Linked DNA regions of Mus musculus: regions 1 and 2 are each linked to region 3. Evidence: chromatin contacts called from public Hi-C and HiChIP or PLAC-seq data. All regions are on one chromosome and are shown on one strand. The core of a region is the stretch at or near the end of the contact, and the rest is flanking DNA. Distances in the headings are between cores, read along the strand shown. Region 1 overlaps Gm32834 (a long non-coding RNA gene). Region 2 has its middle 60 kb from the start of Gm40948. Region 3 overlaps Sema4d (sema domain, immunoglobulin domain (Ig), transmembrane domain (TM) and short cytoplasmic domain, (semaphorin) 4D).

What was found. A called contact is a pair of places that touch in the nucleus more often than the background predicts. HiChIP or PLAC-seq counts read pairs in DNA pulled down with a chosen protein or histone mark.
Region 1: a contact with region 3 is called in a Hi-C map of B cells, with 1.7 times the contacts expected there. The contact joins two enhancer-like sites. A contact is called at or near these places in 2 of 484 Hi-C or Micro-C datasets (B cells and granulocyte-monocyte progenitors).
Region 2: an H3K4me3 HiChIP or PLAC-seq map of bone marrow-derived macrophages shows a contact between it and region 3, with 4 times the contacts expected there. The contact joins two enhancer-like sites. A contact is called at or near these places in 4 of 115 datasets of contacts at active chromatin or transcription factors (bone marrow-derived macrophages, memory CD8 T cells, microglia and 1 more) and 1 of 9 other capture datasets (liver).

The regions. Positions count from the first base shown.
Region 1 is chr13:51,399,933-51,404,233 of GRCm38.p6, forward strand. The region is part of intron 1 of Gm32834 (a long non-coding RNA gene); the gene reads right to left. Among named protein-coding and RNA genes, the nearest start is that of S1pr3, 6.5 kb to the right of the region's middle. Within about 2 kb of position 1,424, at least 136 of the 459 cell types and tissues checked have an H3K27ac peak or open chromatin away from gene starts, as enhancers often do. A contact at or near this core is called in B cells, where this site is marked.
Region 2 is chr13:52,021,912-52,026,128 of GRCm38.p6, forward strand. No RefSeq gene overlaps it. Among named protein-coding and RNA genes, the nearest start is that of Gm40948, 60 kb to the right of the region's middle. Within about 2 kb of position 2,585, at least 153 of the 459 cell types and tissues checked have an H3K27ac peak or open chromatin away from gene starts, as enhancers often do. A contact at or near this core is called in bone marrow-derived macrophages and microglia, where this site is marked.
Region 3 is chr13:51,739,431-51,744,244 of GRCm38.p6, forward strand. The region is part of intron 2 of Sema4d (sema domain, immunoglobulin domain (Ig), transmembrane domain (TM) and short cytoplasmic domain, (semaphorin) 4D); the gene reads right to left. Among named protein-coding and RNA genes, the nearest start is that of Sema4d, 52 kb to the right of the region's middle. Within about 2 kb of position 3,506, at least 50 of the 459 cell types and tissues checked have an H3K27ac peak or open chromatin away from gene starts, as enhancers often do. A contact at or near this core is called in B cells, bone marrow-derived macrophages and microglia, where this site is marked.

The sequences.
Region 1 (4,301 bases), core at 174-2,673, 340 kb before region 3:
TGATGACCTTAATCACCACACCAGGTGTTGGTCATCCATGGAGAATGGTCAGCCCACCTCTTCCGAAGATACCACAATTTCCCAGTGTAATCAAAATAGATCCAGGAGACTGCAACCGGACTAGGAAGGAGTCCTAACAAGGGCCAAGGTGAAGCCATAGCTGGGTTTCTCCCCAGCTGTGCAACCTTGGCAAAATCAAGGACTCTCTGTCTCCTGTCTTAGTCTGAAGCTAACCTCCTAGGGCTGTTCTGAAAGAGCAGTCTCTCTCTCTCTCTCTCTCTCTCTCTCTCTCTCTCTCTCTCTCTCTCTCTCTGTGTGTGTGTGTGTGTGTGTGTGTGTGTGAACTCATTGTAAAGAAGGCCCTGCCCACACCCGCAAGAGGCTGGCCTTGGTTGCTGCTGGCTCCTCTTGCATCATCAAACCCTCTGTCCTTCAGTTTGTCATCCACCGCTGCCTTTGATGTTTGGAAGAAGGAGGAAATCGACAACTGCTTCTCAATTCATCTCCACCCTCCGCGTCCCACCACCACCCTTAACCAAACCATTTGGTGACGGAGAAGAAGCAAGCTTATTCCAGAACATTGCAGACACTTGTTCAGAAGCCCAAGGGCACAGTGGGAGCGCGCACCAAACTAGTTCCAGCAGGAGGCAGGCAGGTTTGCTCCTGACCAACCAATCCACCTTCAGTTGCTCAGTGCCCGGCACACTACCGGGCATTTCTGTTGAATGACGCAGTTTACCTCCTCTGGGAACTGTCTGGAAATGAAGCGCCCCGCGTCAGGCAGCTCCCACCATGATTTCCCAGGCGTGGCATCCACAAAGACACTTTGAGAGGAGTAATTTGACAGAGAGCCCCCCGCCCCCAGGTTGCTGAAGTGTGGTGCTCTGACTGGCTGTGATATTCACATGCAAGCTCTGCAGACACTTTCCTAGCCAAAACGAAGTTGTTGTGTGTGTATGGGGTGGGGGTGGGGTGGAGGTGGGAATCCAGGCCACCCACACCCAAAGCAGGGTCTTCCAGTTAGCGTCATTGGAAACACGCGCATGCGCGCAAGCCCCGGCTAAGTTTTCGGTTCTCTGTCTGCTGCCAACCTGCTTCTGAAAGTCTGAAGGCTCTGTTCCAGCTGAAAGCCCCACTCCCTGGGTCAGAGAAGTTAACGATTCCCCCCACCCCACACCCCACCCCACCCCGCCCCCGCAAAGTCCTAAGGTTACTTTACAGTCATCACAGCTAGACTCCCGGTATCCCTGGGATGCCATGGCCTGGATGCTGCCTCTTTTGAGCTAATGCCCCAGGGTGCTGTTTGGTGAGCAAAGTTTAAATTCCCATTTGCACTTGAGCCTTTCACGTGTTAAATAGCTGGTTCTGAGTAGGATCTCTGGGTAGGAGCTGTCCGCAGCCGAACAAGCAGGGCGGAAGCGAGATCATGGTCATGTGACAGTATGCCAACTCTTCCATTTATCATCCGTGTGTGGCTCTTTTGAGTTCCTCTTTCTGTGCCTTGTTTTCTCACTTGCAAATCACTGTGATACCTATGTCCCCCACAAAAGGGTGTCTGAAGCAATCCAAGCTGCCCCCAAAACCCCAGCTCATGGGGAGGGGGAGGCAAGTGTTCCTTCTCTGCCCCCAGCGAATCTGAATCTTTCTCCTAGTGTGTTTATGCTTAAAAGGGCTATAGTTTCCTGGTCTTGGGATTCTATCTAGAAAGCACTTCCTGAACTAACAACTTGAAGCATTTCTCCCATGATGCCAACCAAATATATTTTAAAATGTTCAATACCTATAGTTACCAGAGAAATGAAAAACAAAATGGCAAGATTCCATCCCACCCCAGTCTCCGTGGTTATCATCAAAAAATAAATAAAAAGTAGAGACGGCTCAGTTGGTAAAGTACTTGCCCATGCAAGCCTAAGGAACTAAGTCAATGGCTAGAAACCACTCAGAAAGCCTGGTGTGAGGGTGACCCCAGTGCAGACCCCAGTGCTGGGGAAGGGAGCACAGATGGGGTCCTGGGGCTCACTGGCCTGCCCCGCCTAGCTGACTCTCCAAAACCTGGGTGAAATGATATCAAGAACTCAAAAATAAGGTGGAGAGAGGATGAGAAAGACCTGAGGTTGTGGAAACAGCAGCACATACCTGTACACCTGCATGCAGGCCCACACAACACACAGGAAGGAGGGAGAGGGAGGGAGAAAAGGGGGAGAGGGAGGAGGGGAGGGGGAAGGAGAGGGAGAGAGAAAAGGGGGAGAGGGAGAAAGAGGGAGGAGGGGAAGGAGAAGGAGAGAGAAAGGAAGAGAGAGAGGGGGAGAGGGAGGAGGAAGAGGGGGAAGGAGAAGGAGAGAGAAAATGAGGAGAGGGAGGGAGGAGGGGGAGAGGTAGAAGGAGGCAAATTCAGGAGATGACTCAATCTGCAACGTGCTTTGAATTCAAATCCTCACACCTACATTTATTTATTTATTTATTTGTTTGTTTGTTTGTTTGTTTTTGTTTTTTCGAGACCGGGTTTCTCTGTATATCCCTGGCTGTCCTGGAACTCAGTTTGTAGACCAGGCTGGCCTCGAACTCAGAAATCCGCCTGCCTCTGCCTCCTGAGTGCTGGGATTAAAGGCGAGCGTCACCACACCCGGCTACTTTTTTTTTTTTTTTAAATTGCAACCTGAGGCAGCTAAAACTCTTCACTGGTCAGCTATCTTAGCCCAGTGCATGAGGTGATAGGTTAAGTGAGAGTCTCTGCCTGTGTGTGTCTCTGCCCGTGCATGCACACACACACACACACACACACACACACGCGCGCAAGTGCTACAGCCCCTGGGCCCTGTGAGCTCCTTAACCATATGTTCTTTGTCAGATTTGCAGTACCATGCTTGTGTGTCCTCTTGTGGAACAGGTTTAAAATCAAAGCAGGAAGTGTTTGGTTATCCCCAAAACAGACATGTCATGAGCCTATCTTTCCCATGCTAGGCATTATTACGGTTCATAGGGTTCATAGCAAAGTATGACAACACAGAGAGACAGAGACAGAGACAGAGACAGAGAGACAGAGAGAGAGGGGGAGACAAAGAGAGAGGGAGAGGGCACCCTACACCCTGTACACTGCACCCTGCATACTAGAACCTTCCAGTACTAAGAGAGCCAGGTAGCAGGAAGAAAGCTTTGTGATCAGTGCCCAACTTGATTCTTCCATGTCTGTGACAGCCAGTGTTTGTGGTGTCTTAAGCAATAGGTTTTTACCATCAAGTTCTTGTGGGCAGATAGGCAACCAAGAGCAAGCCTATATTATGTTGGGAGTCTCAGAGATACTTCTAACCCAATGAACCACAGGGTTATTTGGCAACCAATGGTTTCTAATGAGCGTAATCTCCCCTGTGTTGGATAACTCCAGCTAGACTCTTTTATATGGATATGTACATAACTATATACATACACATATGTGGGGGGCTTAGGAAATAGGTCTCCATATGACTTTTTTTTTTTTTAAACATCCTTAGAGTTAGAGTCATCCTCCCTTCCACCACCTTATCTGCCTGGCTCTTCCAAACCTTTCCCATTTAACCCTTCTCCCTAGTGTTCCCTTTTCTAGTTGCCCTCTGAGTTTGTATTTTTCTATCCATAGGCCAGCACAGCTCTCAGGCCTCATCTTAAGATGTTTCTTCGTGCCATGGATGGTGATTAACAAATAAATCTACAACCTGTCAAAATTCGGAGGGTAAGTGTCTGTGGAGTGTTCAGCTGCAAACCTGTGAGACACCTGGACCACACCCTCCCAAGGCTCAGTGCCCATCCAGAAAGAAGGGGTGAAAAGACAGTAAGATCCCAAGGTGTCTCGGACCAGGACAGGACCCATGAATGTTCACACTGTCTTTGGCTGCCTGCACAAAACAACTTAACATTCTAGGGAGGAGTGAGAAGGGATCCCTAAGTCCCGCCCCTAACTGAGGAGCTATTGGCAGTTGGTGGCTTCTGAAGGAGGAAGAGTCGGTTTTGTTAAAGCTGTGGCTCCTGGTAGGTCAACCAGATTCTGGTGGTTAGCTCCACATCTAGAAGTCTGTGGACAGCACAACTTAGGGTGAATGGATTATTAAATATTTTTAAAAGAGAACATGAAATTGGGGGGGGAGGTAAGGAGGTGGGGGATGGATCTGAGAAGAGTGGAGAGGGTGAATATGGCCAAAATATATAAATTTCCTCAAAGAACTAATAAAAATATCTTAAAATCCATAAATAAGATAGTGAGTGATTGAGGAAGATACCTAGTAGTGTCTACATGCATAAGGACACATGTTCACACATTTTTCACAACC
Region 2 (4,217 bases), core at 1,335-3,834, 280 kb after region 3:
CATTCCCAGTGTTTGCCCCTGCTGCCTGGCTGGCCTCTTCTTGGAAAACCAGATCCTGTGGCTTCAGTGACCGGGTGCTGGCAGCAGGGGCCTTTGTGTGACTGGCAAAGGGCTCTGTTTCCCATGATTGCATCATGGTTTGGGGGGCACGAGGTGAGCATGGGAAGCTCCAAAGGGGTCAGGTCCCTGGGGAAAGGCGCCTGTCACTGGCTTCTGAGTCAATGCTCCCTTAAACTTGTGCCCAGTTTGCATCAGGAAAAAAAAGTTGTGCCCAGAGGAGACTGAGCAACGAACCTGCAGAATGTCACTGACCCATCCTGAAGGTCGTAACCTCTGTGCCACCAACCTCCAAGTGACACATTCCTAAGTACATTTGATGGATAAGTAAGGGCCAGAGACGTTTGGCTGATCTGAGTTTCTGTTTCGATATGAGTTATTGAAAGGATTAGAATTCTCATCTAGCACAAAGCTACACCTTCAGCTCAGTTCCCATTAGGTCTCTATGAATGTGTGTGTGTGTGTGTGTGTGATCAGAACTGAACAACTGTAGATTCCCTATTCGTCACTTAGTGTTCCGGTGCTGTAAAACAATGCTCCAGGTTGGGTAATTTGTAAGTGAAAAGGCTGATATTGGCTCGTGGTTCTGGAGGCTCGCAAACACGGTGGCAGGGTCAGCTTCTGATGAGAAGAAAAGGAACAGACATGCCAGAATGTTTTCAACATGGTGGTTGAAAGTTAGAACATTGAGGTTCTCAGTCTGCCCTTGGGGATTATGCAAGAGGATAGAAGGGGGTGGGGTGGGTAGAGATGTGTTCAACACAGCCATTGATCCAGTTAACTATGGGTTCATGTGAGATTCCAGGGGAAATTGGACATAGGGCACTTAGGTTAGCTTCCTGGGTTGGTCACCTAGGAAGGTGACAAATCCCAGTGGCCCAGAGGGTTCATATTTGAGACTTTCTTGTTGCAGGGTTTTCTCTGTCCAATCACATTAGGGCGGTGGCAGGCCTGTGATTGGACAGGAAAAGGGAGGTGGAGCTAGAAGTTGGGGAGACAGAGAGAGAGGTCCCAGGAGGGAGGAGGGAGAAGAATGAGAATGGAGGCTGACATGGTGTTATCTAAAGGTTAGAATAATTGAGTTACAAGTTTTAGCATTACCAACTGGCTCTGAAATTATTGTATTGGTATCTTGTAAAATGTGATATTATTAGTACATAAATCTAATTGTTTAACTATAAGCTTAAGAGTCTTAAATCTACTGGGTAATTAGGTATTGAGATGGCTAACCAGGGGTGTGTGGGGCAATGCATGGAAGCGAGAGGAACATGCACACACACACACACACACACCCATCCTAGAACTGGCCTGGCAGAAGCCCTGTGACCTTGCAGGGCCAGAGAGTTGGTGGGCCAAGAGACCATGCAAGTGCGACCGAGTGTGATCATCTGGTGTGGGGGCCAGCCCCAGAGAGTTGGCAGGTTCTTTTCTTTAATATTTCCTGCAACACGCTCTGAGACTCTGAGACTTCATTTGGGTTGTGCCCTGCATGACAGACTATGAGGGTTGCACGGTGCTCCCTGCATTTTGTGTCATGACCAGGCTGGGGACAGTGTAAGAACTTGACCTTGCAGTCAGCTTGTCACAAGTGCAGGTGGCCTGAGGAGCCCTGAGTTCCAAACTGGCATCTGAAACAGAGGCACCTTTAAAGCATAAATCCTTTGCTGAATGCCCATGAAGCCAACGCCTCTCTGGTGTGTGTGTGTGTGTGTGTGTTTGTGTGCATGTGTGTACACACATGCATGAGTACACACAGAGGCTAGAGGTCAACCTTGGGTGTCATTCCTCCACTTTTGAGGACTAGATGCCAGCGCTTCCCTTTCCGTCTCCCAGGGATCTCTGATAGACCTGGAACTTCCCTGTTAGGCTAATCTGGTTGTTCAGCGAACCTCAGGGACTCATCTGTCTCAGCCTTCTTGGTGGTGGGATTATAGGCATGGACCACCAAGCCCTGCTTTCTACATAGCATCTGAGCACCAAACCCAGAGCCTTACGCTTGTGAGGTAGGGACTTTACTGACTGAGCCGTCTCCCTAGGTCCTTGGCATGTTCTTCGTTGACCCAGATGTCGTGGGATCCTGACTAAGAAGACACACCTTGTATGAGGGGTTGCGGTCACATAGTGTGTCCTTTAAAATAGCTCTTGTAGACTTACTTTGAGTCTGTCAAGGTTCAAAAGGTTCATATTGATAATAAATACACAGAGATGTCCCAGAGGCTTCTGTGAGTTGCTGGTGTTTAGGGCCAGGAACTTGTATTACTTGTTTCTCAGTTCATCACGGAGATGACCGTACCTACTAGAGTCTCCTTTCTTCCTGCAGAGCTGCCTTCCTGTGTGGGCTGCCCTTCTCGGCCCCAGAACTTCTTCACCCACCTTTGCTTTGCCTTATCTCTTTATGGACTACTTTTGGGGAAAGAGGAAGGCAGGGCTTGCTGCTGTTTGCCCCTGCCCTAGCACTTAGGAAGACATGGCTTTGTGAAGGCCACACCCACAATGCAGAGTGCCAGCTGGCCCAAAGCCTCCAAGAGCTCAGCAGACCACAGGCTTCAATTCAATGACTTGTTCCCTCGGAGGCCTCTCCAAGGAGCTGAGTCAGGTGAACCTTGGGAATTCCACAAGTTCCCTCCTTGCTGTCCAGCCTCAGAAGGCCCCTTTCTGAGTAGAGTGTCCCTCAGAGTAGAGTGCCCCTTCCCGAGAGAGAGCAGCCTGTCATGGCTCAAAGTCCTCTGTGGAGCAGAGTGCTTTCTTTACTATATAGTCTGGGCCTGGATTCCTGTCCTCAGATCTCTGCTTTCTGCCCATCTAAAAAGCTGGTGATGCAGGCAGAAACAAAACAAACAAAACAAAAATGGCTAGATGCCGGTGCTTCCGTTTCCGTTTCCGTCTCCCAGGGAGCACCCCTACCCTCAGCCAACGACCTCCCTCCGATGGCTCTTTATTACTTCCCACTATCAAGTTCCCCCCAGCTGTGGCAGCTGAAGTTCAAAGCTCTCTCCTTGTAGTACAGTGTGTCCTTGGAGGGCAATCTGCAGCGCTGATTAATGCTTGCTGGGTGGTTCCCGCAGCCGGCAGCCCCACAGCCGGCGGCCCCACAGCCCACGTGGGGCTCTCTGAGGCAAGTAGAAATCAGCCAGGAAGAAGTCATCCATCGTTTCTTGGGCTTGTGCTGTCAGCCTTGGGTCTTGCAGACTTCTGAAGACCCAGGAAAGGAAAATCTTGTGAGCATTTGCTAGCCCAGAGTCTCGTCCCATGCACCACCTGTGGCTGTCTACACCACACAATACAAAGGTCCACGGACCAGCAGCCGAGCAGCAGGCTCTGACCTCACCACTTACAGAGGACTGTGAAGAGCCTTGATCTATGTGTCTGTGTTACCCGATCTCAAACACTGCAGACAGTGAGGGATGACTCCTTGCTTGGGGACACGATGCAGTCTGTTAGAATGGAATTTTGGAGTTGCGGCCAGACAGAGCTCAGAGAAAATGGCAATTAGTGGGTAGACAGAAAAGCCTCGTCACCTGGGCCTGGTGCTCGGGGAACTGCTGAGCCACACTTGTCATGCATGGGACCTCACATAGGGGTGGCTCAGGCTGAGATCACTGCGGACCACGCACCTGATGCACAGCCTGCCAGCACAGTGACTGTTGGAGTGTCTGGCCAGACTGAGTGTGGTCCAGGGGAGTGGCTTTGGCCACATGGTATGACTGTAGAGTCAGTTACCCAGGGCGGAATGCCATATGGCAGGGACTTGCAAAGCAGGCAGCTGGACAGTTGATGGGCATCTCCACAGGATAGACTTTGTGCATGGTGAAGCAATATGCTAGCAATTGCCTACTGCATGCCCCGAGAAGGAATCCTATCATACTGCCAGCAGCTGTTAGCAGAGAGGGTATTCAGCAATAATTCAGAGGCCACCTTGAAAGCATGAGTGAATTCTCTCCCTTTAAAAGAATCTGGATGTGAATCTTACAGAAAACATGAAAGCAACCTCAGGAGATTGCAGAGGGGAGATGTTCTTTCCTGGGCAGGGTCATCTCAAGAGTGTGACCTTCACTTAAGAGTGGCCATGGGAGAGAAAGCAAGAAGAGACAGACAAGTACTGCAGTTAAGCTGTGTTGGTGGACAGGGCTGTGTTGGTGGGCGGGGCACTGGATCCTGCT
Region 3 (4,814 bases), core at 2,256-4,755:
CATTCACCGTGTCCCTGAGGCAGTGGGCGGGACCCAAGAACCCATCTTCCAATAGAAATGGACCCAGGGAGAACCCACTATCATTAGACCAAAGGAATCCCAGAAATCAGATTGCTCTGTGCATTACAAGCAGGGAAGGAGCAACTGGAGCCTCACTGACCAGCTAACGAGAGCCATTCTGCTCCTGACAGCCTAGATCTCCATGGATTGGGAAACCCAGGTCCTACAGCTCTGGGTTGACTTAAAGACCCTGGCCCTGAGTACCTGATGAGTCTGGTGAGCCTCATACAGGATGGTCCTGCAAGCAGCCAGGCATGCCAGAGTAGGTGAGAGGCCTCCTGTTCTGTGCTGTGTCAATTCCTAGATGATTCAGATAGTGAAGCATGGTGGGTCAGTCACAGGGAACAAGGGAGAGCTGGTGAGTCACTGTCACCAGACACAGTAATGCACCTGCAGAGGGATATGGCCACTGCTGCGTCTCTTGGGGCCACAGGAAGGAGATGGACTCATCCCCAAGTACAGGGAAAGAATGCTGACTGGACATTCAGATCTGCCTCCTGCCAAGCCTAGAGCAGTGAACCTTAGAATTCCCAGGAATCTGCATCACCTGGAAAAGCCAAGATTCTAGAACATTCTTTCACCATGATAATCCAGGGTGCAAATAATCTCTGCCTCAAGACAACAATTTGTCCTCAAGTGAGCTCAGCACCCAGGTGGCCTGGGACACTCCAGAGGCCTGGGACACTCCAGGTCCTTCCACACTGACGACTGTGGTGAGGTGTCCTAATGAAAGACGACACCTCACATGTATCCACCAGTCCCATTCTGTCTTCTCCCCCTATCCACAGGCAGAAGAGAGTGCAAGTAACAGGCTTAAGGCCCCAAACAATGCAGACCGGGGGCAGCTGTGCAAGATGAAGAGGCTCCATTCTTGGAACTACAGGGGCTCCCATGGTGTCAGGACTGTTTGTTAGGCATACGTGTGTTTAAAGGCAGAGAAAGTCAGGGCTCGCAGAGGTAGCTCAGCGGGTTAAGTGCTTGCCATCCAAACCTGAGGACTTACATTCAATCCATAGAGCCCACGTGAAAGCCTACGTGTGATGTTGCAAGAGCAGACCCTCATATGGGCCTCTCGGGCTTCCATACTTGCACACTAAACTTGCACACTTAAGTGTGCCCACCTACATGTGAACATGAACTCACACAAAGACACACGAAGAAACTGCTGAGTCTGGGCTGCATGTGCACACACGTGTCCTTACGCCTTCCACTACTGGCCCGGTATATGCTGCATCACATTAGCAACCCAAGAAGATGAAGCCTGGGTGGGTGGGGGTATGCGGGTTCCACACAGACGCTGAGTTCTCCATAAGTAGGTTGATCATGGTGGGCTTCCCTGTCCCAAGGCCAACTAAAACTGATCTCCACCAAAAACAGGTGGGAAAGACATAATTTGGACAGCCTTTGGGGAGGGGCCAGGGAGTGACATGACACAGGGGAAACTCAAGTGACACAGGCGCAGGGAACAGTTCAGTCATGGGAAGGGGATTTCAGCACAGGGAGTGAGTGCATCACAGAATTTCGTAAGGAGGGGAAGTTTTGTAGCAACATTGCCCCAGCCGGCAAGTCCTGCCCAGCCCTACCCAGTCCATCCATTAGCCGTACCCAACTTCATCTTACCTCCACCAAGAAGCAAAGGTGCCTGTGTACCCTCTGGATGCAGCTTCCAGAGAAGAGCAGGGATCTGGGGCCTGACAGTTAATGCCATGCAATCCCTCAAGTTCAAGGAGATGCCAGCTTGGAGATATTTATCTCTAAGGTGGCTTCAAAGCAAAAATGATCTCCTAGCATAAGCTCGCCCATCAGGAAGGGTTAAGCAAATAACAGGAGCCAGGTGTGCAACACAGGCAGCATTAAGCCATGCATGCCAGCAGTTCTCAGCAAGTACAGACAAACACAATACAGTATTAAATGCAAAACAATAGGAGAGCGCTTAAATGCAGAGCTACTCTGCCATAATCACACCCCTGAGGGTGAAGCCTGGAGGCTGGGCCGGGCAGCTCCATACAGACCCACACCTGAAGGGGTAGGCAGCAGCTCCTGCTTTTGAGCTGTAAGTGGGTCTCACACGGGACGCCCCTAGGCTGATCTGGGTGTGGTTACTTGCACATGAGTGGAATGACCTGAGTTCAGTTCTGGAAGTTAGGAATTTAAAGAGAATTTAAGCATCATCCGATTTGCACCCCCCCCCCCCCCGGGGTCAATAGACCTTAGTATCAAGTAGCCACGGCTACTTCTCACCTTGGCACCTTCTCTTCTGATGCATCCTGACTCAGTATCCCCGAAGGGCATTCCTGACACCCGTAGAGATTCAGCCTCATTTAAGATCTGTGCCCTCACAAGCACTTAGCACCTTAGGCCCCTGCCTGATATCTTCACAGCTGTGCTGTTCCGTTCTGGCCTCCATCTTCACGCCTCTGCTCCGAAGTTCATTATCTCCCTCCACACCCAGAGGCACAGTTAGACCAAGTGTAGCAGCAGCAACCTGAGCCTGGATTACCTGGCCACCACCGGGTTGTAGTAAAGTTATTGAAATGGACTACTTCGAGTGGCTTAATTCACCTGCTGATCCACATGGGTCCCAGGTAGCAATAAATGTGGCCCAATAAAAATCCATAAGCTCCCTAGTACTTGGGAGGCAGAGACAGGCAAATCTCTATGAGTTTGAGGCCAGGTTGGTCTACAAAGTGAGTTCTAGGCCAGCTAAGGCTCTCCAGTGAGACCCTGTTTCAAAACAAACAAAAAACCTCTAAGCTCACTTAGAACTCAATGAGACTTTACCTAGCTCACTAGGTCCTGTGGTTCTTGGGTGCAAGTTCTATGTATGACAACAATGCACAAGATGTCAACAGTCTAGACATGACTGAAGGGGAAGCAACTTAAAAACCAACTCTCCAACTGGAAAAGAGGGCTCAGTGGCTAAAAGCGCCTGCTGATCTTACAGGGGACCCAGTTCCAATAAACACAGGCGCGCGCACACACACATGCAGGCATGTGCACACATGTACAGAAAAGTAAGTCTTTTAAAAAAAAACCCAAAAAGGTCAATTCTTAGGAGGACATTTTGTTTTGTCTACAATGACTGGGGAACGCCCCCACCCCCCATGCTGAACCAGTTTAAGACGGGAAGAGGTTGTCTTTGGGGCTCGAGGGAATTACATCTCTCAGCAGCATCTGCTCACCCAGAAATCTATCTCTAGAAAGGAAAAGTGAAAGACACACAGAGAGATCAGAGTGGCACACAGCCAGCCTGTGGCAGTCAGAGCCGGGCAGAGTGGCTCAGTCCGACCGACCCATGTGCACCTGGGGAGCAGAGTTGCCCTTTTGTGCTGACACAGAGGCCCAGGAGATCTGCACCCCAACCCCAGGGAGTGACCTCTCAAGGAGGCAAGGACTGAAGCCCACAAGCATCACTCCAGCACTGACAGCCACTGCCGACTGCCTGCCTGGTCACCTGCCTTCATCCGCCACCACTGCTCTGACTTAGGTCAGCCTCGGTCTTAGTCAGGGTTTCTATTCCTGCACAAAACATCATGACCACGAAGCAAGTTGGGGAGGGAAGGGTTTATTCAGCTTACACTTCCACATTGCGGTTCATCACCAATGGAAGTCAGGACAGGAACTCACACAGGGCAGGAGCTTGGAGGCAGGAGTGGGTGCAAAAGCCATGGAGGGGTGCTGCTTACTGGCTTGCTCAGCTTGCTTTCTTATAGAACCCAAGGATGGCACCACCCACAATGGGCCCTCCCACCCTTGATCACTAACTGAGAAAATGCCTTACAGCTGGATCTCATGGAGGCATTTCCTCAAGAGAGGCTCCTTTCTCTGTGATAACTCTAGCTTGTGTCAAATGGACACACAAAACCACCAAGTCTCTCACTTTCAGAGACGTTCAGGTCAATGGATCTTCAATTCACTTCAGTCCTGGCTGTTCAGGGTCTGAGGCGGCAGGACCACTTGAGCCGTGAGTTCTAGGTCCAGTCAAGGCAACACAACAAGACCCTATCTCAACCAAAAGAAAAATGGGGTCTTGGAGAGGTAGCTCTGTTGGCAGGGGGCTTGCTTAGTGTACATGAAGTCCTGAATTCAACCCCAGCCAGCACTGTATAAACCATACATGGCGGTGTTCACCTGGAATTGCAGCGCTGGAGACAGGAGGAGCAAGAGTTATGGACAGCCTAGGCTACAAGGTGTCCCTGCCTCACAAAAAGAAAAAAGAAGGGATTACACACTACCTAAGACTATCCACAGAGGAAAGGATTCACTGGCCAGGGCGCCAGGACACAAGTGGACCTGAAACCTCACGTATCACCCCGACCACAATGCTCAAATGCCTGCAAACATTTAAGCTGAGATGATGCTCCAAGCCCTGAGTGGTAGCCCAAGTGTGGTGATCTGAATGAAAATGGCTTCCACAGGCTCATTATTTGAATGCTTGCCCCTTGTTGGAGCAGGTGTGTTGCTGGGGTGGGCTTTGAGGTTTCAAAAACCTTCAGCACTCCAGGCTGTCTTGCTTTGTCTGAAGCAGACGTTTGGATACAATGTAAACTGTCAGCGGTGCTTCCGGCCATGGTCTCTAAGCCCCTCAGTAACTAGGACAGAAGCCTTCAAGCACTAGGAAGAGGCTTCCAGAAACAGTGGGTAGGCAGAAAACTGACACAGAGGTGGCCAGGAGAGGCAGGGAAGTCACAGAGGGAGAGGCCTGGGTGAAGAGTGGTCAGCAACAGAATCACTTTGGGCTTGGGACTAGTCTA